Regions from separate parts of the Oryctolagus cuniculus genome. Here region 2 is linked to region 1. The links are chromatin contacts, called in public Micro-C maps. All regions are on one chromosome and are shown on one strand. The core of a region is the stretch at or near the end of the contact, and the rest is flanking DNA. Distances in the headings are between cores, read along the strand shown.

Region 1 (4,034 bases), core at 431-2,930:
CCGCCACAGCTGGCACACCGCACTGATCGGAAGGCAGGAGCCAGGTGCTTCCTCCTGGTCTCCCATGGGGTGCAGGGCCCAAGCACTTGGGCCACCCTCCACTGCCTTCCGGGGCCAGAGAGCTGGCCTGGAAGAGGGGTAACCAGGACAGAATCCGGCGCCCCGACCGGGACTAGAACCCGCCCGGTGTGCCGGCACCGCTAGGTGGAGGATTAGCCTAGTGAGCCACGGCGCCGGCCTCAGTTCACATTTTAAGAAAAACCAGCTTGGCTGCTGTGTGTACAGTGGAAGGCTGGAAAGCACTGAGAATGAAGGGAGGAGGCCAGTTAGGAACCCGGGCAGGGCTTCAGCCTGTGGCTTGTGCAGAGGTGGAAGAGGCCCCGCTGGATGGACCCATCATTTGTATCAGGGCAAACCCAAGTCGGGGGTGAGAGAGGTCAGCATCAGGCCTGGGGGCCAGGTGTCTAGAATGAGCATCTTCTCTGAGCTGGGGGGGGACTTCGGGAGGAACAGATTGAATTGTATTGCCGGGATGGAAGGGGAATCTTGTTCATCGTTTGGTTTAGTTTGTGATGTCTGAGACGTCCAAGGGGATCAAGCAGACAGGCAGTTAAAGGCACAGGTCTAGAGCGTGGAGCTAAAGGCTTTCAACAATGTCCCTGAACCTGACTGTACTGCCTCAAACAGTTTTTGAAAGGATCTCCCTTTGGCATCGGACCAGCCACAAGCAGAGCGTCTTTCACTTTCAGTGATCCCGATGGAAGGGCAGCAGGCTGTTGGCTAAGTTCACCTCTCCGCCAGGAAGAGTCTAAGGTGCCTTTGCAACGACTCTGTGTAGGCTGCTTTCGATTCTGCCTCACCAAGGAGGCCGCTGGCAACCGGGCCTTAACTGGAATACGTGGTGCATGGCCAAATCCTCAGGGAAGGGACTCTAACCAATCCTGTAAAGTCTGCCTAGTGCTCCCCCCACCCCACCCCACCGCCAGACTGTTGACCACAGCCTAAGTTCAGAGTAAATTCGGGCATTCTCTAGAAAACAGCCGTTTCTGAACTGGCCCGCACCATAAACGTCCATTGGCCGAGAGCACTGGGGAAGCACCTGCTTCCCCTTCCTCTCACGGATTAACTCCGAGGCCCACCTGGCTTGGGAGGCACCCGCAGGGACATTTAATTTGCTTAAGATAATTAAATAATAAAACCCGGGTAGCTCCCGAGCGAAGCGGGAGCGAGAAATACGGGTGAGTACGGGTTAAGGCGGCTGGGCAGCGACCCGGGGGACACCTGCGGCCCGCCCCTCCCCAGGGCTCAGCCAGGGGCCACCCTCCTTTCTCAGCCGCCCTCGCGCGGGGTCCCCAGCCCCCGGCCCACGAGGGGCCGGCTGCACCCGGCCGGGGCGCGCACGGAGCCAGCGCAGAGCAGCAGCCGGCCGGCGCCCGCCGCCTCCTCCCGCCGGGCTGGTGCCCGCGGCGCCCGCGGCCCTCCCGGGAGCCCTCAGGGAAGGGGCCCGCCCCGCAGCCCCCTGCCCGCACCCGGGCCCCGCGCCCCTGCTCACCCTCGCGCCGCCGCCGCCGCCGCCGCCCGCCTGGAGCCTCCGCGACCGAAAGTGAAAGCGGGGCCGGCGGCGGGCGGGCGGGCGTGGAGGAGCGCGCGGCCCGAGCCCCAGCTGCAGGCCCCGAATAGCCCCGGCCGAAAGGGGCGCTGGTGGGGAACCCCGGGAGCGGGGCCTAGTGCGAGGCCGCCGTCCCCAAGGCGGGGGTCGGGAAGTGGGGGCTGCAGGCCCGGGATGGCAAGGCAAGGATCGGGCGGGCAGCAGCGCCCCTCTCAAGGCTGGCCCTTCCCTCGCAGTGTCTCTGGGAGCTGGGTTTGGCTTTGCGTGGCTGGCCGCGGGATGCAGGACCACGCGGCCGCTTCGGAGGGGGTCCGATGCCCGGCTGGAGCTCGCGGGTCCGCCAGGCCGGCACGAGCACGACGCCCATTGGACGCAGGGGGTGTCCGTCATCCTCTCTCTGCGAATGGATGCAGAGCTCTGAGGGCCCGCCCCAGAAACTTGTCCCCGGGGACTCTCGCGCCTGTTGCCGGAAGCCGAGCCGCGGGTGCGCGCCGAGAGGCTGGGCGGGCCGTGCAGGAGCGAAGGGCCGGGACATCCCCAACCGCTCACCGCCAGGGGGCGCCGTGAGCCCCGCTAGGCTCGGAGGCTTGTCTTAACCGTGCCCCCAGCGTTTTCAGACGCCTTAGGTTGTGCGCGGCCGTGGCCCCTGGGGGCAGCCCGGGCTGTCTCCTGCCTCCGTCGGAGGGCTGGGTGAGGACGCCTGGGAACGGTGTCGCCCAGCCATCGCAGGCCTCCTTTCGCATACAACATTGAGTTCTGCGTCTTCTCTGCGGTCTCGGGCCGTTTTCTAACACAAACATGGGCGCCGTGTCCCAGACTCATCTGGGGCGGCATCCAGGGGAGGTTTTCTGTTTGTTTTTTATTAACACGCAGCAAGCTTGGGGTTCGTCCCGGGAGCCGGTGGTTTCTGCGGGTTCGGAGGAGGGAGGCGGGCGGGGGCCGTGGCTTCCCGTCCATCAGACCCATTCACGTCCTCGCTTTCCTTCTGCGAGGTCTGTCCTGGTTTCCCGTTCGGTTTCCAGTCAGCTTTCTTTTACAATAGCTCTGAGAGGCGGGAGGGCAGGGCGGACGAGCCAGAGCAGCCCTGGGGGCTGACAGAGAAGAAGGCGGGAAGACCATCTTACCACTGTCCTTTTTGATAGAAAATCTTACCCAGAATCAAGACGTAGAAAACTCACCAAAGCAGAGCTGTTCCGATTAACAGGGCAGCTGCTTCCATTCAGGTTCTGCCCACTGCCCCCTCCCCCAACACACACACACACACACACACACACACACACACACACACGTTGAGGGCCCTGAGATATCTCCCTAGCTCCCAGGGCCCCAGAACTCAATTCTTTTAATGCTAATTTTAGAAAGAATATCTTCATATTCTCGATAAAGAGGATGACACTTTTCCCCCTAGGTGCCCGATTGCAAGCTGTCCTGCTGAACAAAATCTGTGTCATTTTATTTATAATCAGAAACAGAAAAGCACAGATATCAAATTAAGAGCCGGAGACACTTGTTTTGAGCTCTTGACAGCTAACAAAGTCCTGTGAAGTGTTGCAGTTTGCAAGCATTCTCATATTGGTGTAGGCAGGCAGATAGCGTAAAATCCATTAGGTTTGTGATCTGGAAGACCACGCCCTCACCACGCCTCTGTGTGATCTCAAGCCCCTACCTGATCCCACCTGGATGCTCACCTGCCAATCAGGCTACGTAACCACGCCCCTTTGGGAGTGGATAAAAGGCCTGGAACATGGTGCCCCCCCCCCCTTTATTGCCCTTGCTACCTGCACCTTAGATGCATGAGGCCTTTGGGCTGCCCACTCTCTGGCTACCTGCCTGCACGCTTGCTCCATGTGGCTTGCTTCTGGCCTGCTTTCTGCTTGGGATGGACTCAACTTAGCTTCTAGACTTCTCTCTCCCCTAAATAAAGCTCAGTGTCACTCTCCCGTGCATTTCTCTCACTGAATAAGCATCTTTAAAACTTAGCACGTTGTCGGGTCTATTTGAGCCAGTATTCAGAATACATGGCAAGAGCCCACAAGCTTATTACTATTGGAAATTACTAATAAGCAGGTTGGTATCAATATGCTTTCTCTCACTGGGTCTTCACAGTGCACTTGTGCAGGTGGCTTAAAGCTCCATTTTTCTAGAATGAGGAACCTGAGGACTTGAGATGCTAAGTGACCCACCAAGGGCCACCTCGCAGAAAGAGCCTGCTTGGAGTGAAGCCAATTCAAGGGAAAGCAGAGCTGATGGAGAGCCTCAGATCCCACTGTCTGAGGAAGCTCTACCCTTGGCCAAAGACGTCTTCGTTTGGTTCAGCTTCATAAGGAGTCCCAAATCACCATGTAATGGAAGGGAGCCCTGGAGCCCAACTTCTGGGCTAAGTTCAGTAAGTTCTTGTTGAGAACTGTTGTCACACTTCTGCTAT
Region 2 (3,577 bases), core at 271-2,770, 49 kb after region 1:
GAGCAGCTGGGTCTTGAACCGGTGCCCATATGGGATGCCGGTGCTGCAGGCAGCAGCTTTACCCGCTACACCACAGTGCCGCCCTCCATGAACTTTCTGAAGTCTCCTCAGATACCCAGGAGTGTGGAATCCGGCAGAGATAACATCAATGAATAATATGGCTTTTGTGAGAAGGGGTGCCAACAAGAATGAATGCTGACTTGAGACCAGGGCCCTGCTTCAACTGCCCCTATCGGTGTGTAACACAAAGCCTGCTCAACACCACCTATAGAAAAATAAACCCTGAAGGAGAAACATAGAATCCTAGAATCAGCTGAGGAATGCTTGCTTTAAATTTTTTTTTTATGATACTGAATTTTTAAAGCCAGCTCTCCATCACTGGATGGATTTGGGATTCAAGATAGAAGTCAGTTATAGAAAAAAGTTAATATGATTTTTCCATATCTAGGTTTGTGGCCTCAAAAGTTATGTTTTACAACCAGCACTGTGGTGTAGTAGGCTAAGCCTCCACCTGCAGCACTGCCATCCCTTGTTTGAGTCCCAGCTGCTCCTCTTCAGATCCAGCTCTCTGCTATGGCCTGGGAAAGCAGTGGAAGATGGCCCAAGTGCTTGGGCCCCTGCACCCACGTGGGAGACCTGGAAGAAGCTCCTGGCTCCTGGCTTCAGATCTGCCCAGCTCTGGCTGTTGCAGCCATTTAGTGAGTGAACCAGCAGATGGAAGACCTCTCTCTCTGTTTCTCCCTCTCTGTCTATAACTCTACTCTCAAATAAATAAATAATATAAAAAGGAAAAGTTACGTTCTTAGGTTTGGATTAGAAGAAATATTGGAAAGAAAAAAAATCCATTCTCAAAATGTCCTAGTTAAAACTTAAGGACAGGATGTAATGCCACTATTTAACAATAACACAAATAGTGTCATATTTCCATAAATGTAAAGTTTTCCTGCTTTTGAAAGAACAGTGTATATTTTAGATGCAAAGTCTCATATTCAAGTCTGACAGTTAAACTTTTCAGAAAATTATCTTACAAGCTCATAGTTTTTAATTTGGTTTCTCAATGTTCAGATGGTAATGTGAACAGAAATGGTGACTCAATTACTTTCAAATGAAGTACCCTGATGAACAGATTCATTTTCTCCTGACAGGGGATTATTATTGCCTTAAATTTAATCTCAGTTCTGCGCATGCTGCAGGAATTCTCACAACTAAACTATTTTAAATTGTCTTAACTTACGATTCATCCACCATGAAAAATGAAGGTATTGACCCCACAGTAAAGTGGACTGACATAGTGCAGATTGTAGATGACTGTACAGTTGGTTTTGTAAAGATATTTTCTTAAAACATTTCTCTTAGGTGGTTGGAAAGCGTGCTCCTTGATGCATTTCAGGGGCCGGGTTGTGAGACTGAGCTGAGCAGACAGGGTGTGTCCAGATCAGTTCTTTCAACAGATACAGAGTAGGGTAGGTAAGGGGTCAAGGCCAGAGGCTCTGCCAAAACAAAGTGCAAGTCAGCCTTCAACCCTGGAAGTCTTCCGAGGAAGGAAGGGCCAAGCAGTTCTCTAAGTACAGGACCTTAGTGGCCTCTGGCCCCAGGGGAGAGGCTGTTTGCTCTCTGCTCTAGTCCAAAACAACCCATGGGCCAAACAGACTTCAGGATCTAGACTGTGGCGAAATAGATCAGAAGTTTGTAAGTAAACACGCACATCGGAGGCCAAGACAGAGAAACTGAACTGGCCTTAGCCTCACACCCATGAAGCATATACACCCTACAGGAGCAGGCATTCAGTGCACAAGCTGAGGCACCACTTGGGACACCTGCATCACAGTGCCTGGGTTCGAGTCCTGACTCCACTTCCAGCTCCAGCTTCCTGCTAATGCACACTCTGGCTCAAGTGGTTGGTACCTTAACAACCATGTGGGAAACTTGATAGAGTTCCTGGCTCTTGGCTTTGGCCTGGCTCAGCCCCAGCTGTTGCAGGCAAAAGGGGAGTCAAACAGAGGGTGGGGAGATCTTTCTCTCTTTCTGTCTCACTCTCCACTTTGCAAATAAATATTTTTTAAATTTATTTAATTTCTTTGAAAAGCATGTGACAGAGAGAGGGAGAGACAGAAAGAGAAAGCAATCTTCCATCTACTGGTTCACTCCCCAAACAGCTGGAAGCCAGGAGCCAGGACTCTGTCCAGGTCTCCTATGTGGGTGACAGAGGTCCAAGCACTTCGGCCATCTTCCACTGCCTTCCCAGGCACATTAGCAGGAAGCTGGATCAGAAGTGGAATAGCCAAGACGTGAACTGTCACTCATATGGTATGTGGCATGGCAGGCAGCTTAAACCACTGTGTCATAATGCCTGCCACCTGCCGCCAAATCATTTTTTATTAAAAGAATATGTACAGTACATGGTTTGGAAAAGCACTCCCGAAGTCAGCATCAGTGCCTTGTCTATGTATCTCTAATCAGAAGTGAGTGCACACACATGTCAGAAACTGGGAGGTGTGAAGGTGCTTCCTAGCTAACAGCCACAGCTACAAGCAGCATGGTTCAGTGAACACATCTTCCCCCAACAAGCCTCTGGGTAATACGGGTTGTATTCATTCACAGTATACACAAGGTACAAACCGAGCAGAGCACAACTCCTTCCCCACACTGGCCAGTAGAGGGTGTGAACTTGGAACTCACCGTGACCTGTGGCTTTAGAAAGACCATCCTCCCCATGTACTACTTTAAACCTTGGTTGGTGAGCTGAGCACCTAAGGTACGAGGATATGGTTCTACATTTCTGAAATCAACCTACTTGAATGCACCTGGATACACCTAAGCGTTCTAAGAAATAAAGCAAGACAGTGCAGGCTCTTAATAATGGTAGCAATTGCAATTGTATAGGAGAGTGCAATGTACATTCGCGGGGTGGATAAAAGCTGGGTTTGAGAGACACCACCTCAGTGGAAGCAATCTGGGATCATAGCAGTTTATAACTCAGTTCTGAGTCTGATACTTTGGCTCAACCCTTGCACTCCGATCACTGAAGGCCAATGTTGTCAATGAGCCCTGAGAACCCTTGTTTTTTATTTGAACCTCTGCTGTTCAGGTGTCAAATACAGGCATCTCACAATAACACCACTGATGTGTTCCTGGAGAATCACACATTTTGCAAAAATTGCACACTAAAAATAACAAGGCCTACGGAGATAATATTATTCAGGGCAGAATGTTCAAAACTCAATGCTTCTTTGAAATCAGCACTGTTACACCACTAATTAGGATCCTGGTGAGAAATTGTACTCGCGTGTTTAAACTTCATGGACATTTGCTATAGAATTTCAGTCATTCCAACTAGTTATTCCTTTTGCCATGGAGTCCAGCTTCCTTCCTCCAGCAATGAACGTCCTTGGAGACAGTTTTATGGAAATCAGCTCAATCAAAATTTAAAACACAATGCCCGGGTACTCTCATTTATCATTAATTTTTCTTTTGATGTGAAGGAAATACCTCCAGGCTTGTTTATCACCAGTTGGAACCCCCAGAGAGCTTAACATAACAAAAACTCCAGCAGTTCTTGAAGCCACTAAACAAGTCA

What was found. A called contact is a pair of places that touch in the nucleus more often than the background predicts.
Region 2: a contact with region 1 is called in a Micro-C map of ear pinna, with 1.8 times the contacts expected there. The contact joins the enhancer-like site here to the promoter of ERAP1 in region 1. A contact is called at or near these places in 3 of 6 Hi-C or Micro-C datasets (ear pinna, psoas muscle and an unstated tissue).

What each region holds. Positions count from the first base shown.
Region 1 is chr14:19,480,362-19,484,395 of mOryCun1.1, forward strand. ERAP1 (endoplasmic reticulum aminopeptidase 1) reads right to left here and starts at 1,681. Exons shown (of 19, transcript XM_002713943.5): 1 at 1,553-1,681.
Region 2 is chr14:19,529,586-19,533,162 of mOryCun1.1, forward strand. The region is part of intron 3 of LOC138845143 (a long non-coding RNA gene); the gene reads right to left. Among named protein-coding and RNA genes, the nearest start is that of ERAP1, 49 kb to the left of the region's middle. Within about 2 kb of position 1,521, at least 3 of the 8 cell types and tissues checked have an H3K27ac peak or open chromatin away from gene starts, as enhancers often do. A contact at or near this core is called in ear pinna, where this site is marked.